Regions from separate parts of the Macaca mulatta genome. Here region 1 is linked to region 2. The links are chromatin contacts, called in public Hi-C maps. All regions are on one chromosome and are shown on one strand. The core of a region is the stretch at or near the end of the contact, and the rest is flanking DNA. Distances in the headings are between cores, read along the strand shown.

What was found. Hi-C and Micro-C count contacts between places; a contact is called where the count stands out from the background.
Region 1: a Hi-C map of fetal cortical plate shows a contact between it and region 2, with 2.9 times the contacts expected there. The contact joins the promoter of ODR4 here to the promoter of IVNS1ABP in region 2. A contact is called at or near these places in 2 of 14 Hi-C or Micro-C datasets (fetal cortex germinal zone and fetal cortical plate).

Annotation. Positions count from the first base shown.
Region 1 is chr1:43,804,586-43,808,248 of T2T-MMU8v2.0, reverse strand. ODR4 (odr-4 GPCR localization factor homolog) reads right to left here and starts at 1,606. Exons shown (of 14, transcript NM_001260697.2): 1 at 1,473-1,606. TPR (translocated promoter region, nuclear basket protein) reads left to right here and starts at 1,691. Exons shown (of 52, transcript XR_013417135.1): 1 at 1,691-1,888; 2 at 2,260-2,568.
Region 2 is chr1:42,767,518-42,771,222 of T2T-MMU8v2.0, reverse strand. IVNS1ABP (influenza virus NS1A binding protein) reads left to right here and starts at 2,221. Exons shown (of 15, transcript NM_001265910.1): 1 at 2,221-2,470.

The sequences.
Region 1 (3,663 bases), core at 357-2,856, 1.0 Mb before region 2:
TCAATTATGAAATCGGATTGAATGTCAGATAAATTTTTCTTTAGAGCTCTTTCAAAATGTTTAAATGTAGTCAACCATACTTTATAAAAGGCAGTACTAAAAATATATATAGTCAGCTTTCCATATCTGTGGTTTCCACTTCCATGTAGCCAACCAACCACAGACTGAAAGAAATTCTATTTTAAAAAAGCATGATTACATCTGTACCATTAGTGCAAAGATGTTTTTTCTTGTCACTATTCCCTAAACAATACAACAACTATAGCATTTACATTGTATTAGGCATTATAAGTAATTTACAGATGATTTAAAGTATCCAAATGCTACACCATTTAATATAAGGAACTGGAGCATCCATGGATTTCGGTATCCATGGGGTGGGCAGGTGAGAGGGTCCTGGAACCAATGCTCCACGGACACTAAGGGACCACTGTATTTTGCCTTATAGGGTCATAATTTTCCAGAAATGTTGTATATCAGCCAAAGCCTTTGTGATCCAAGCACTGTAACTGACACAACTCACTCTTCCTGGGCTCCGGTTTCCTAATCTATAAAATAAAGCATTTGAATCCTAGCAGATCTGAAAACCTATCTAATGTTAGGATTCTGTGAATCTAAATACAGAAAATCTACATTTCCCAAATGACAGATCAACAGTATGATAATACTGTGCGCTTAGGACATAGCATAATACTTCATATACCAGCAACTTTAATTACAGTGCTTATCTAAAAAGTATTTTGGGGGAAAAATCAACCTTAAGCTCCGCTGCTGATTTATTTTTCCTTAGTTATTACAAAATATCACAAAATGCTTCCATTTATATTTCTTAGATGGCTTCACAACATGATTCAAAAGTAGGAACTAGAGAAAAAGAATAAATTTCATATAAAAAATAAATCTCCAATTCACAGAAGGCCCACGACTGTGGGAACTGCAGAGAGAAGACATTGGGAATGCATTATTTACAATGAATAATTTAATAAATTCTTTCTGAAGAGTAATTAAACACGAAGCAATCTACGGATTGAGCTTTAAAATTACAGAATTATGATCTGGAAACATGCAAGTTCTATTACTGTAGCAATTAACAGTGTTTAAAAACTTCAGTTATAACAGTTTTCAATTTTAAAAACAATATAATGTTAGGTAGCAATTTCTGCAACGAAAAATTTAAAACACAGGCTACACTCAAAGTGCTAACGGTTTCTTTTAATTCTCCTCCTGAAGAATTAACCCGGGTCCTTAAATTCCCGGGTACTGTATCACTCAGTACCACCTCTCCACCGCCAAAAACCATTTAGGTACGCCGTTTCACACAAGGTAAGTTCGTCAGAAGTGTGTGCCGGAGTGACTGTCCATATGTTTCCAACACTCTGTCCCTTCCTTTTTCTCTTGAAAAGGGAGCTGTGTGCTCTAGTGCACACGCACGCGCACACACACACACATACACTACATTTAGGCTGACTTACCTGTTTTCAGAATGTGCACTCGTGGCCGACAATTACCTCGGACAGTCTGTCTGCTGGAGATGGGGTTTGGGGGCGCAAGTACCAGCCTCTAGGGGCCAGATTCCCTCCGGTCTCAATTCACTGCCACTTAATTCATCAGAAAGCGACCTACTTCCCACACCTCACTTCCCACTCCAAAGCTAGGGTCTTGGGAGTCAGGTGGCGCAGATTGATGACGTAAAACGCCCCCCTCCCTTCACCGCAGAGCCTCAGCCAAAGCGACTGCGGTCGCCACCCCGCCCCCTTCTGGGCGCCATAGAGAGCGTGGCGGTAGCCTGGAGCCTGCCGTCCGCCCCTACCGGGACCGATGCCCTCTAGTGGCTCAGTGTCCAGAAGCCGCCAAAGAGGACGATCCATGGCATCCCGGGGCTTTGATGGTAAGGTCACCAGCTCTTCAGGGAGGGCCATGGGGTGACGAGTACGTATGTGGCGCCACCGTGCGGACAGCGGTTACGGAGCGGAGATAGGAGAGCCAGGGGGGCGGGGAGAAAAACGGAAACTGAAAGGGCGGTGCGGGATTGGGCTCGCGGAAGGGAATGAGAAAAACACTACATTTCCCAGAGGCCTACAAGGCCTGAAGTGGGTGGAGCTGGAAGCCGGAAAATTGAGTGCGCAATAGGATCGGGGTAGCAGCTGAGCTCGGGTTCCCAGGGTGCGTAGCTTCCAACGGCTGCGCGCGCACTTCGGTCGCGGGCGGTGAGGTGCTGTTGCTGAAGTGCCGCCGCTTAGGCTGGACTCGATTTCCCAGGGTCCCGCCGCGGGAGTCTCCGGCGGGCGGGCGCGCGCGAGCCACCGAGCGAGGTGGTAGAGGCGGCGGCCCAGGCGTCTGGGTCCTCCTGGTCTTCGCCTTTCTTCTCTGCTTCTACCCCGTCAGCCGCTGCCACTGGGGCCCCTGGCCCCACCGACATGGCGGCGGTGTTGCAGCAAGTCCTGGAGCGCACAGAGCTGAACAAGCTGCCCAAGTCTGTCCAGAACAAACTTGAAAAGTTCCTTGCTGATCAGCAATCCGAGATCGATGGCCTGAAGGGGCGGCACGAGAAATTTAAGGTGGAGAGCGGTAAGTGAGATGCTCTTTCCGCACTTGGTTATGAGCTTGACTCTCGCCCTTTGGGTCTGGTCTTCCCCCTATCAAGTTGGCACTGGGTACCACGCTGTTAACCTCACTTCCTGGGCTCTTTGGATATCCTGAGCCTTCGCTTTCCTGCTCCTTACAGTTTGATAAGAAGCCTTTGAAAAATAAAATATGAATCTAAGTTTAGTACCATTTTCTTTGTCATTAGGGTAGGCTCATATAGGGACTCTTATTTCTCTTCGTCCGACAAACGGGAAACAGACTTGGCTGGAGTCTGCTAACCCATCTCTCTGAGCCTGGAGTACCTTGTATGTTTTGTTGCACTTCAACTGGTAGTGGCTCCGCCCTATTTTCTAGTCACCTGCATTCTAGGCCTTTGCCAAATTGACCACTCTGTGCACTTGTTCTTAGTGTGTGCGTCGTCCCGTGGCCCCAGAATGAATTACATGTTTACGAAAATGAATATTAGGTGCATAAGAGCGCTGGAAACACAGTGAACGTGCAGTACATAAATGTAATGTATCTGATTTCTCTCAAAAAGTTGGAGTTTGATAGAAAACATTAAAATTTTCTTGTAATTACCTAAAGTAGGCCTTTAAGTAAGAAAGTTACTGACAATAATGGCTTGAACATCCTTGAAAAAATATGAAGAATATAGTAATTACCATTAGTAAAATACAAACTTACTGATAATGTGTTTTGGTTTACCATTTGTTTGGGGAAGTTAATGCTGTTCTTGCTAAGTTGACTGGAAATTCTGAACAAGTTTTTACTTCAAAAAAAGTGTAACTGTCTGCTGGGCGCATTGGCTCACACCTGTAATCCCAGCACTTTGGGAAGCCGAGGCGGGCGGATCACGAGGTCAGGAGATCGAGACCATCCTGGCTAACACGGTGAAACCCTGTCTCTACTAAAAATACAAAAAAAAAAAAAAAAAAAAATTAGCTGTAGGTGGTGGCGGGCGCCTGTTGTCCCTGCTATTCGGGAGGCTGAGGCAGGGGAACAGCGTGAACCCGGGAGGCGGAGCTTGCAGTGAGCTGAGATCCAGCCACTGCACTCCAGCCTGGGCTGCAGAGGGAG
Region 2 (3,705 bases), core at 972-3,471:
TTGTGACATAAATAGAAAATTCCAGAAATAACTCATAAGTTTTAAACTGTGCACCATTCTGAGGAGCACAGTCCCCTCTGTCCCTGCCCAGACTGCCATTAGCCAGTTGCTGTCTGGGTTGTGAGACCGTTGCAGTGTGACAGTGCTTGTGTTCACATAACTATCATTTTATGTAATAGTACCCCCCAAATGCAAGAGTAGTGAGGTAATATTTTTGGGCCATGGTTGACAAAATCTTGGAAAGTGAAACCAAGGATAAGGGGGACTGCTACATTAAGAGCAAAATCTTACAACATAATTTGTTACTTTAAGAGGTTGAAATTAGCCATCAAGTTCCCTGAAAGGCAAATGGAATGCATAAGTTATGCCATTATTCATAGAGAAGGTAATAAGAAAATTTGAAATTCCATACAAAGCAAAAATACAATGAGTGTAGGCACACTGTAGCTTTAAGAAAAGTGTTGACTGTTTCAGGTCACAAAGGCACTATTTAGAGTACAGCAAGTGTGACCATGTATCCAACAGGCCATGCAGTCATGTGCCTACCCAGAGTGGGCAATTCACACTCTCCCACTGGAAGGATGAAACCCATTGTATTAAAAGAGCTTGAAAGGTACGTACCCTGATAGTTTCATTTGTAATAAAAGTAAACATTGCTGTCAGTTATTATCAGCAAGACAAAACAAGAGCGCAGTGTCAAATGTCAGTCTTTTTCCCCTTAAGAAAGATATAAAAATCACACTAATAGACATCTTAGTTCTTGTTTCATCCTACAGTTGAATTCTCAGTGGTGGGGTCAGGGGAGACATGCAAGAAATCTGTGAGGAAAAAAGGGGCGGGGAATAAGTCTCATTGCCTCAAGATTTTAGAATAAAAAGTTGTAAACCTTCTATTGCAGATGAAGGCTCCCAAAATTTATTTTTCCTGCTTCCATAAGCATAAATAAAGATAAAAACGGGAAGAGGTATTGACAAAGAGCTCCTAGAATGTCTACAAATTTAGGTGAGTGATCAAACACAAAGTTAGGCCTAGACAGCTTAAGTGTCCTCCACAAATCAGGATAAGCGTAACAGGACATTAACCTGGAAGCCTTTACCAAACTCTAATTTGGATATAATTTTACCTCACTACATCCCGCTCCTTCAATCAAAAAACCTTTCCTGCCTGCCCTTCAGAGTCCACGAAGTTGCTGCCAGATCCCAGCTTAAATCACGTTTCGCTTTCACAGATCTCCCTCCTGGGCAAGGTGGTGGTGTGGATAATGAAGTCTGGCACCTGGTCTAAAGGGCCCCAGGAGGTTAGGATAGGAACTACCACTTCTCAGGCCTGTTTTGTTTTTCCGGAAGAGGGCAAGACCAGTAGAGAACTGACTCAGCGTCTCCAACAAAAGGAGAGCTGCACGCAGACAAAACAAACCCGGGGCGGGGGGGTGGTGAAAACTGGAAGTAAACTGGTGTTTGTGGCACCACTGATAGTATTATACCTTCTCTGACTTCTCCAATTGTTTTTTTCCCCAAGTGACTCAATCTTCTCACCCAAACCAGGCCAAATGAGGGGTTAGTTGTTCGACTTCTTCTGAGAGTGCCTCTTTTCTTTCTCACACTCTGCAAGCCTCCTCCCCGCACACGCCACTTCCCCCCGACCCCAAAGTTAAGGACTCATGCCCAGCTAGATCCTAATGTCCACGGCGAGCAGCTGCAGTCTAGGGGGTTGCCTAGAAGTAGGTCTGACGCCGAGCAATCTAATCTCCCACGTCTGATCTTTCAGGCTATTGTGCCTCGAGGGGAAGTCAGAACAGGTGAGGGCGGCTGGAGGGAACCAGTTCCGGGACAGGCAACGCACTGGACGAAGTGAGGGTGTGGGGCAAGAAACGGAGGGAGGGACAAACGCGCGATAAAGAACGAGGGCGCCCCCCGAGCGCCGCCTATCTCCTCAGATCACCTTGCGCTGACCTAGTTGCACCGAGAAAGAAGGAACCCCAGTCGAAGAGGGAGGAGGGCGGGGCGGGATGTGGGCGGGGCCGCGGGCGGAGGCGGGGCCTAGAGCGGGATCTTTATGGGGCTCGCCTGTGATTTGCAGATGGATTCGAGACGGAAGCGGGCTGGGAGGGGTTGGCGGCGGCGGCGCACGTGGTGACGTGCAAGGGGGTGCGGCGCGAGCGGTCGGCGGCGGCAGAGGCAGTGTCTCCCGGTGGCGCGTGGAGGTCGGTCGCTCAGAGCTGCTGAGCGCAGTTTCTGCGCCTGCTGCTTCGGCGCGGCTGTGTCGGCGAGCGAGCGAGTTCCCGCGAGTTCTCGGTGGCGCTCCCCACTCCTCTCAGTCTCCACGGACTGGACCCTTGTCCTTCTACTTGACCGCTCCCCCCTTCCGCCGCCTCCTGGCGCCTTCCGTTGGGCTGATTCCCGCCCGCTTCCTCCTGCTTCCCATCGAAGCTCTAGAGATGAATGTTTCCATCTCTTCAGAGATGAACCAGGTAATACGCGCTGGTTCTACGAACGGCAGATGAGGGACAGGGCGCGGCTAGAATCCGAGATGAGGGGATGGCGCCGGCGGATGGGAAGAGGGTAGGAGGCGCGGAAGCGGTGTCCTCATCAGAGGAGGCAGCCCCAAGCGGCGGCCGCCGCCGCCGCCGCCCTCTGGGACGTGAAGCCCGCGCCGCGCTGGGCCGGCGCTCCAGCGCTGCCATGGTTGCCGAGTCGCGTTGGCGGCCGAGAGCGGGCGCTGGCCGCCTCGGAGAGCGCGGAGGCTCGAACCCCTTTTCTGCACTGGCGCGGGGGAGGCAGGCTGGGAGGAACGAGAGTTTTTTGCTCGAAGGGTTTTGGGAGGCCTGGTTAGGGCGCCGCCGGGAGGGGATGACCAGCCGGAAGGAGGGCGCGGGACTCCCCGTTCTTGCTGTCAGGAGCGGACGCCTCTCCTTGGGTTTGCCTGGGGTGTGGGATTCTCTTCTGGAAGAGCTCCCAGGACTTGGCGCGTGTGGGCGGGCAGCCAGCCCCGGGCCTGGAGTAGGGTGGCACGGAGTCCCCGATCGCCGTGGGCCGCGGGGTCCTTTGTTCCCGCTCCACGTTGCCCGCTTTTCTTGCCAAGCGCGGGGAGAAGGGGGCGGGAGGAGGGAGGGAGCGGCTGCCCTGACGTGTCGGTACTGAGTGACTGCAGGGCTGGCCAATCCCGGGCGGGGGTGTGCGGGCGCTGGGGGCCTCGCCTAGCAGCCTTCGGAGTGGGCGCGGGCCTGACCGCGCGCGGAGGAAGGCCTGGGACGCTTTTTCTTTTTTATGAAAGAAATAAGTGGCAAGATTTGCTCTTTTTCCGTCCCTCCACGCTTTTGGTTAAGTGTCTCTGATTATAAGCTCTTGATGATAGATAGGAAGGTATCAGGCTGAGGGTTGAACCTAGGGTAAATTGAACCACTAGTTGAGAACTACATTTACTTCCCCCGCCCCCCGCCCCGGTCCGTAGTGGACGTATCTATTGGTTTGAGGCAGCTGACATTTCAAGGAGAAATGCAGATGTCCAAGAGGGCGCATTTTGTTCATGTCTGTTGCAGTGATGGAGCTTTAGAACACCTTGGCGTCAAGCTATTCGTTGTGTTGTGATCTTCTGTCTACTAATAGATGACAACTCTGGAAGCCTAGTACCACTCTTAACAGATGAATAAGTACAGCATAGACTAGAGTGCCACAGGCCATGCTTTCTTTTAATAATTCTAGCACC